2 separate regions of the Sus scrofa genome follow, and region 2 is linked to region 1. The links are chromatin contacts, called in public HiChIP or PLAC-seq maps. All regions are on one chromosome and are shown on one strand. The core of a region is the stretch at or near the end of the contact, and the rest is flanking DNA. Distances in the headings are between cores, read along the strand shown. Region 1 holds the start of CSTF2T (cleavage stimulation factor subunit 2 tau variant). Region 2 holds the start of PRKG1 (protein kinase, cGMP-dependent, type I).

Evidence for each region. HiChIP or PLAC-seq counts read pairs in DNA pulled down with a chosen protein or histone mark.
Region 2: an H3K27ac HiChIP or PLAC-seq map of skeletal muscle shows a contact between it and region 1, with 5 times the contacts expected there. The contact joins the promoter of PRKG1 here to the promoter of CSTF2T in region 1. A contact is called at or near these places in 2 of 47 Hi-C or Micro-C datasets (embryonic fibroblasts and psoas muscle) and 1 of 2 datasets of contacts at active chromatin or transcription factors (skeletal muscle).

What each region holds. Positions count from the first base shown.
Region 1 is chr14:98,103,497-98,106,550 of Sscrofa11.1, forward strand. CSTF2T (cleavage stimulation factor subunit 2 tau variant) reads left to right here and starts at 1,461. Exons shown (of 1, transcript XM_005671248.3): 1 at 1,461-3,054. The coding sequence starts at 2,340. All of the region lies in intron 3 of PRKG1 (protein kinase, cGMP-dependent, type I), which reads right to left.
Region 2 is chr14:98,791,518-98,794,714 of Sscrofa11.1, forward strand. PRKG1 (protein kinase, cGMP-dependent, type I) reads right to left here and starts at 1,563. Exons shown (of 18, transcript NM_001044574.2): 1 at 1,091-1,563. The coding sequence starts at 1,356.

The DNA.
Region 1 (3,054 bases), core at 211-2,710:
CAATGAGAACTCCCCAAACTGGTAAAAATTTAGATGGTAAATCTGCCACATAGCAGAATCACCAAACTCACAATTCCCTGAAAGATACAGATAAAGGCCGGACGCACAGGTCCCTAGGTTGTTTCTTTAGGAAGAATACATACACTCAGGTGGAGGATGGCAACTTCAGGCTAGGCAATTACCTCACCACCTACCAATCAGAAGAATGTCTGATCAGACTCTGTCCCTTGAACAATTACTCTAAGACTCTTCACTACCCTCTCCAGGGTGGGACACGATCTTGAAGGCATTAGCCAGCTGCTGCCCCCTTTGCCTGGCAAAGCAATAAAACTGTTCTTTTCTGCTTCATCCAAAACTCTGTCTCCAAGATTCAATTCAGTGCTGGTGTAGAGGCCAGGATTTGGCTACACTATGTCCAAGGCTATTTTAAAGAACTATTAAAACACTTGAAGGTAGGAGTTCCTGTTGCCGCTCAGCAGGTTAAGAACCTGAGTAGTATCCGTGAAGATGCAGGTTCGATTTCTGGGCTCACCCATCAGGTTAAAGGATCTGGCACTGCTGTGAGGTGTGGTGTAGGTTGCAAACAAGGTTCAGATATGGCGTTGCTGTGGCTGTGGTGCAGGCCTGCAGCTCCGGCTCCCAATCTACCCCTAGCCTGGGAACTTCCATATGCCACAGGTGTGGCCCTAAAATAAACAAACAAACAAAACACTTGGCAAGGTAAATGGATGCTTTGTAGCTAAACCCTCATACTCATTTTATATCTATGCATTGAACTATGATACCCAAGAGACAACATTTTTTTTTTTCTTTTTTTTTTTTGCTTTTTTTGGAGCCACACCTGTAGTATATGGAAGTTCCCAGGCTAGGGGTAGATTGGGAGCTGGAGCTGCCAGCCTACCACACAGCCACAGCAACAGCAATGCCAGATCTGAGTCGAGTCTGCCAACTACACAGCTCATGGCAATGCCAGATTCCTAACACACGAAGAAAGGCCAGAGACTGAACTCACATCCTTGGGTTCATAATTGCTGAGCTACAACAGAAGTCCCTGTAACACAATTGTTTGGTGAAACAAAGTTTCATAATCCCCTCAAAGGCGCATATAGAATAAGATGATTCTCTGCTTAAGAGTTAATAAAGCTTAGGCTGAAACAATGCAGTCCTCAGACATGCAACAATCTATATAAGTAATTTTAATTTTTCTAAATAACCACATTGAAAAAATGGAGTGATACTTATGTTAAAATATATTTTATTTAATCTAATGCGTTAAAATATCACTTCAACATGGAAACAATAAAAAATATTTGTTTTTATACTTAGTTTTCAAAATCTTGCACTCATTTTACAAGTATAGTACATATCAATTAGAATGCTAAATTTTAACCGAAAATAATTTTTAAATTTAATAAATTTTTATCATTATAAAAGCTTCCCTATCATAATAGAAGTGGTGAAATCATTGCTTCAGTTTATAATAATCAGAACCAATCTAAATGCCTCCCAGTATAAGAATGGTTAAATTTAATTTATACTCTGTAGCCAGAAATATTATTAATAGTAATACTGGTTAATGTTATTAATAAAAAATATTATTATGAATATAGTTCGACTGCCGAGTGCTTGTACAAAGAGAAACTTGTAAGGGCCAGACACCTATCCACAGCGGTTCCCTGAAGCTATGAGATGGGGGTGGGGATGGAGCTGGCGCACGCTTTCGGCTTGCATTTCTGTGTATTTTCCAAAAATGCTCTTCTAAAACGGAAATATTATTTTGTATTTTAAGAAGCAAATCCCAAATTTTCTTTGAAACACGACTACACTCTTCCCTCGTTGTCTGTACTGTGATTTTAAATATAGCTTAATTACACTATAATACTGCTATTTGGAAATACTTGTATCGGAAAGAACACACCGCCTTAGTCGCTTTCAGTTAGCGGTTTCCCGCCGGGCAAACGGAAGCAAAACCGCCCGTGACGTCACGGTAGGCGGCCGCTCCTCGTTACCATGGTGAAGTCTACGCGGCCATCTTTACTGTGGTCCTCCCGCACTAAGCTTTTCCTGGCCGAGTTGGTACCGCGCGGTGCAAAGTCTGTAAAAATAAGAGGTGAGAAGGGAATCTCGCGCCTCAGTGAAAGTCCAGGGGCAGAAAACGTTAGTTTAGTTACTGGAACGTAGAGGTGTAAGTGCCACGGACTAGCGGAACTATTTCAGCAGAGTACTGCTGTTTCCGCCCGGATTCTGAAAACCGCTTCCGTTGCTCGGCGGAAGTGTGGGTCGCCAGAGGACGGCTCTTGGAAGAATCCGCTCTCCGGCGTGTGTGCACAGCCGGAATCATGTCGAGTTTGGCGGTGAGAGACCCGGCAATGGATCGATCACTGCGTTCCGTGTTCGTGGGGAACATTCCGTATGAGGCAACTGAGGAGCAGTTAAAGGACATTTTCTCCGAGGTTGGTTCTGTTGTGAGTTTCCGGCTGGTATACGATAGAGAGACGGGAAAACCTAAAGGTTATGGCTTCTGTGAGTACCAAGACCAGGAGACCGCGCTTAGTGCCATGCGGAACCTTAATGGGCGGGAGTTCAGCGGGAGAGCGCTTCGGGTGGACAATGCTGCCAGCGAAAAGAACAAGGAGGAGTTAAAGAGCTTAGGGCCTGCAGCCCCCATCATTGACTCTCCCTATGGAGACCCCATCGATCCAGAAGACGCCCCCGAATCAATTACCAGGGCAGTCGCTAGTCTCCCCCCGGAGCAGATGTTTGAGCTGATGAAGCAGATGAAGCTTTGTGTCCAAAACAGTCATCAGGAAGCTCGAAATATGTTACTTCAGAACCCTCAGCTGGCTTATGCGCTGTTGCAGGCACAAGTAGTGATGAGAATCATGGATCCAGAGATTGCTCTGAAAATTTTGCATCGCAAAATACATGTCACACCACTCATCCCAGGCAAATCTCAACCTGTCTCTGGCCCGGGCCCGGGCCCTGGCCCTGGCCCTGGACTCTGCCCAGGACCTAATGTTCTGCTGAACCAGCAGAATCCTCCAGCCCCTCAGC
Region 2 (3,197 bases), core at 313-2,812, 690 kb after region 1:
GTCTTCTCCGGTGAAGGCAGCGAGTGCAGAGCAAAAGCTTCCTACTTGTGGCCAAAATCGCCCGGCCCCCTCTACACACCCCGAAAGAGCGACACACAACTTTGAACTGGCAGGATTTGGCTCTCGACGTGCCGGAGGAGGAAAGGAAGGAGCCTGGAAGCGCCCAGAGAAATAGCTCCCCGCCCTCTTTATCCCAACTTTTCCAAGGAGAGTCTCAGGAGGAAGACAAATCAGGCGGGGGCATTATTATCCACCTTGGGCTGACCAGTAACCCCCAACCTGCTTCAGGTGCAAGGTCATCTAGCCACCTCCAAGCCCAGGGCAGCCCAAGATGTGGCACTTCTGGAAGGGACACAAACTGAGCAAAGGAACATCCAGAAAGGGCGGGGGGGCGTTCTTTACAATTTCCTGCTGACATCACTTGCTGCCTGGAAAATGACCCTCAGAGGCTGATCCCTACAGTGGAGACGCACCCCAGCCCCGCCTCCCTTTGCCCACCCCCTCCGCGCCTTCCCAGCAGGGCTCCTGCTCTGGACAAGTTCTGTCCCTAAATTGAACCTAACCCTGCTCAACCTCCTGTCGCCACTCCCAGGAGGCTCCCGCGGCGCACTGAGCATGCCCTGTGGCCTGGGTCTTGGTGGGGGGGTCACCTCCAGGAAGGTCTCCAGGCCCGGAGATGGGCCGGGTTGTGTGCCTGAGTGGGCGCCCCACAGGGGTGCGTGAAGAAAAGACCGCGCGACGGCGTGCAGAGTGACCAAGTTAGCCGGCGCGAGAAAACTTTCCACGCTCCTTCTCCCCACCCCCACTCCGCAGGGGCGCGTCTCTCCGAGGAGCTTGCCTTTCCCAGCCCGGCGGAGACAAGCACGGCACGTGATGGGCAGAAATAAAAATAAACACTTCCCATTCCCCGCCCGCGAGGGCCACCCCCACTCGGCGCGCTGCGGACAGCAAGGGGCGCCGTGCCCGGAGCCGCCCCCCCCGCCGCCGCCGCCGCCGCCAGGAACCCCCAGCCCCTGAGCCGCCGCCTGGACGGCCACCGGGCCCGCCGGCTCAGAGCAGTGGCCACGCTCCTGCCCGCCTCGGCGCCTACCTTTCGGATTTGGTGAACTTCCGGAATGCCTGTCGGAGGTCGTGGAAGGACCTGTACGTCTGCGGCTCGGCCGAGATGCCCTGTGCCCGGGTGGTCCGGGGGCCGATGTGGGTCGAGGGCACGGGCAGCACCGACTGACATTTATGGAGCTTCCTCTTCAGCTCCTGGATTTCTTCCTCCTTCTCTGACAGCCGCTTCTCCAGCTCTTTGATCCTCTCCTCCTTGAGCATGAGAATCTTGGCAAAGTCTTCCTCCAGCTCACTCATTTTTTCCCTGAGCCCCTCTGCAAAACTTTTTCTCGGGCGGCGGCGGCGGCTGGGACGGCAGCCGGGAGAGGCGAGCGCGGAGTGAGTGAGTGAATGGGCGCTAAGTACTCGAGCGCAGCGGAGTGCTGCCCCTAATGCGCAGCGAGAAGCCGATTTCTTCGATCCACTTCTGCTGAATGGACTGAAAGCACCGAGGGGAGGATGAGAAGTCTAAAAGCGATGGAGAGGAGAGGCAGAGTGCTAATCCCCAGCCTCTCCGGGGAATAGGTGATTATCTTTCATTGAGAAACCAATTAGAGCTGCCCTTCCTCCCCTGAGACCCCCCCTCCCCCGTCCCCCTTTCCCAATCACTTCGTGAGAACACGGCGCAGGCCACCCCACCGAGAGCCTGGTTTCTAGCTGGGAGGGTTGGACCAGTGAGCCTGGTCTCACCCCATCACACAATAATCACTCTTCCACGCTATATGGTACCAAAGGAAAGGGGTGGGGTGGGGTAGGGGGGGAGCTTTATGCCACTTGATCCTTGAAATAGCAACAATTACCATGTGATCTGGCAGATGACGCAGCGCTTGTAACTGGAGCCTAAAGACTTTGTGGGGTGTGTGTGTGTGTGTGTGTGTGTGTGTGTGTGTGAGTGAGAGAGAGAGAGAGAGATTTCATAAGTCTTAAACTGCCTTTAGACAATAACCTGCATGAATTCATCGTCTTCACCTTTTCTTATCTGCTCTGGATGGTGAGGGAGGGTATGTGTGAGTATGTGTTTCTTAATGTGAAGCCCCGTGGTTGTGACCCTAAGTAATGAGAATGACAGGGCACTAGCAGGTCTAGGTTTTTTTCAGCATAAAATGGTAGTGGAAATAGTAAACTAAAATTGTTGGTGGGGAAGTTGGGTGAATATGCATAATGAGTCAAACGTTTACCGAGAAGAAGGCCATGAATTGATTGTAAACTTCTTAGACTTTGGATTTTATTTCTTTGGCTATAGTTAAAATTTGTATATTGAGCATACAAATTATATCGCAGTACCATTCTGTTTGGTTGTGAAGTGAGGGCCACCAGTGTTAAACTACTAGCTCATCCTACAATTCCAGTTTTAGGGAGAAATAGGGTCTGCCATTCTCATTTGTCCCTCACCTATTCATCCATCACCACAGCCTCTGCTAAAGGGATTTTTATCCACACTGGAACCGAGAGTATTTGTGATTCCTGCACTTAATTTTTTAATATATGTCACAAGGAGCATTTTCATAATATAAACCACTGTTTAAGAGTTTGGGTATATAGGAGGAGCATTTCTTCAGGTAATGATCCACAAATTAATGCATCTTTTTTCAAAGGAAAAACATAGGTGCAAAGTAAGATATCAAAGTGATTTTGTAGAAATAATAATTTTTAAGAAGAAAGATCAATGTACAACCACTGTACTTTTTAAAACATTTTATAATGATTTTTATTTTTCCATTATAGCTGATTTGCAGTGTTCTGTCAATTTTCTACTGTATGGCAAGGTGACCCAGTCACACATACATGTATACGTTCTTTTTTTATATTAGTTAATGGATTTTATTACATTTATAGGTGTACAGCAATCATCACAACCAAATTTTACAGCATTTCCATCCCAAACCCTCAGTGGGTCGAGGGTTTTTTTCCTCACATTGTCATGCTCTATCATAAGTGACTAGATATAGTTCCCAGTGCTACACAGCAGGATCTCATTGCTTATCCACTGGCTACTTATTAATAAAAATGTTTTTGCTTCATTGAAACACTGAAGTAAAGGAAAAGCAGTCATCTACTTTGGTTTATAAATAAACCCTAAAATATATTTTATTCTGAAG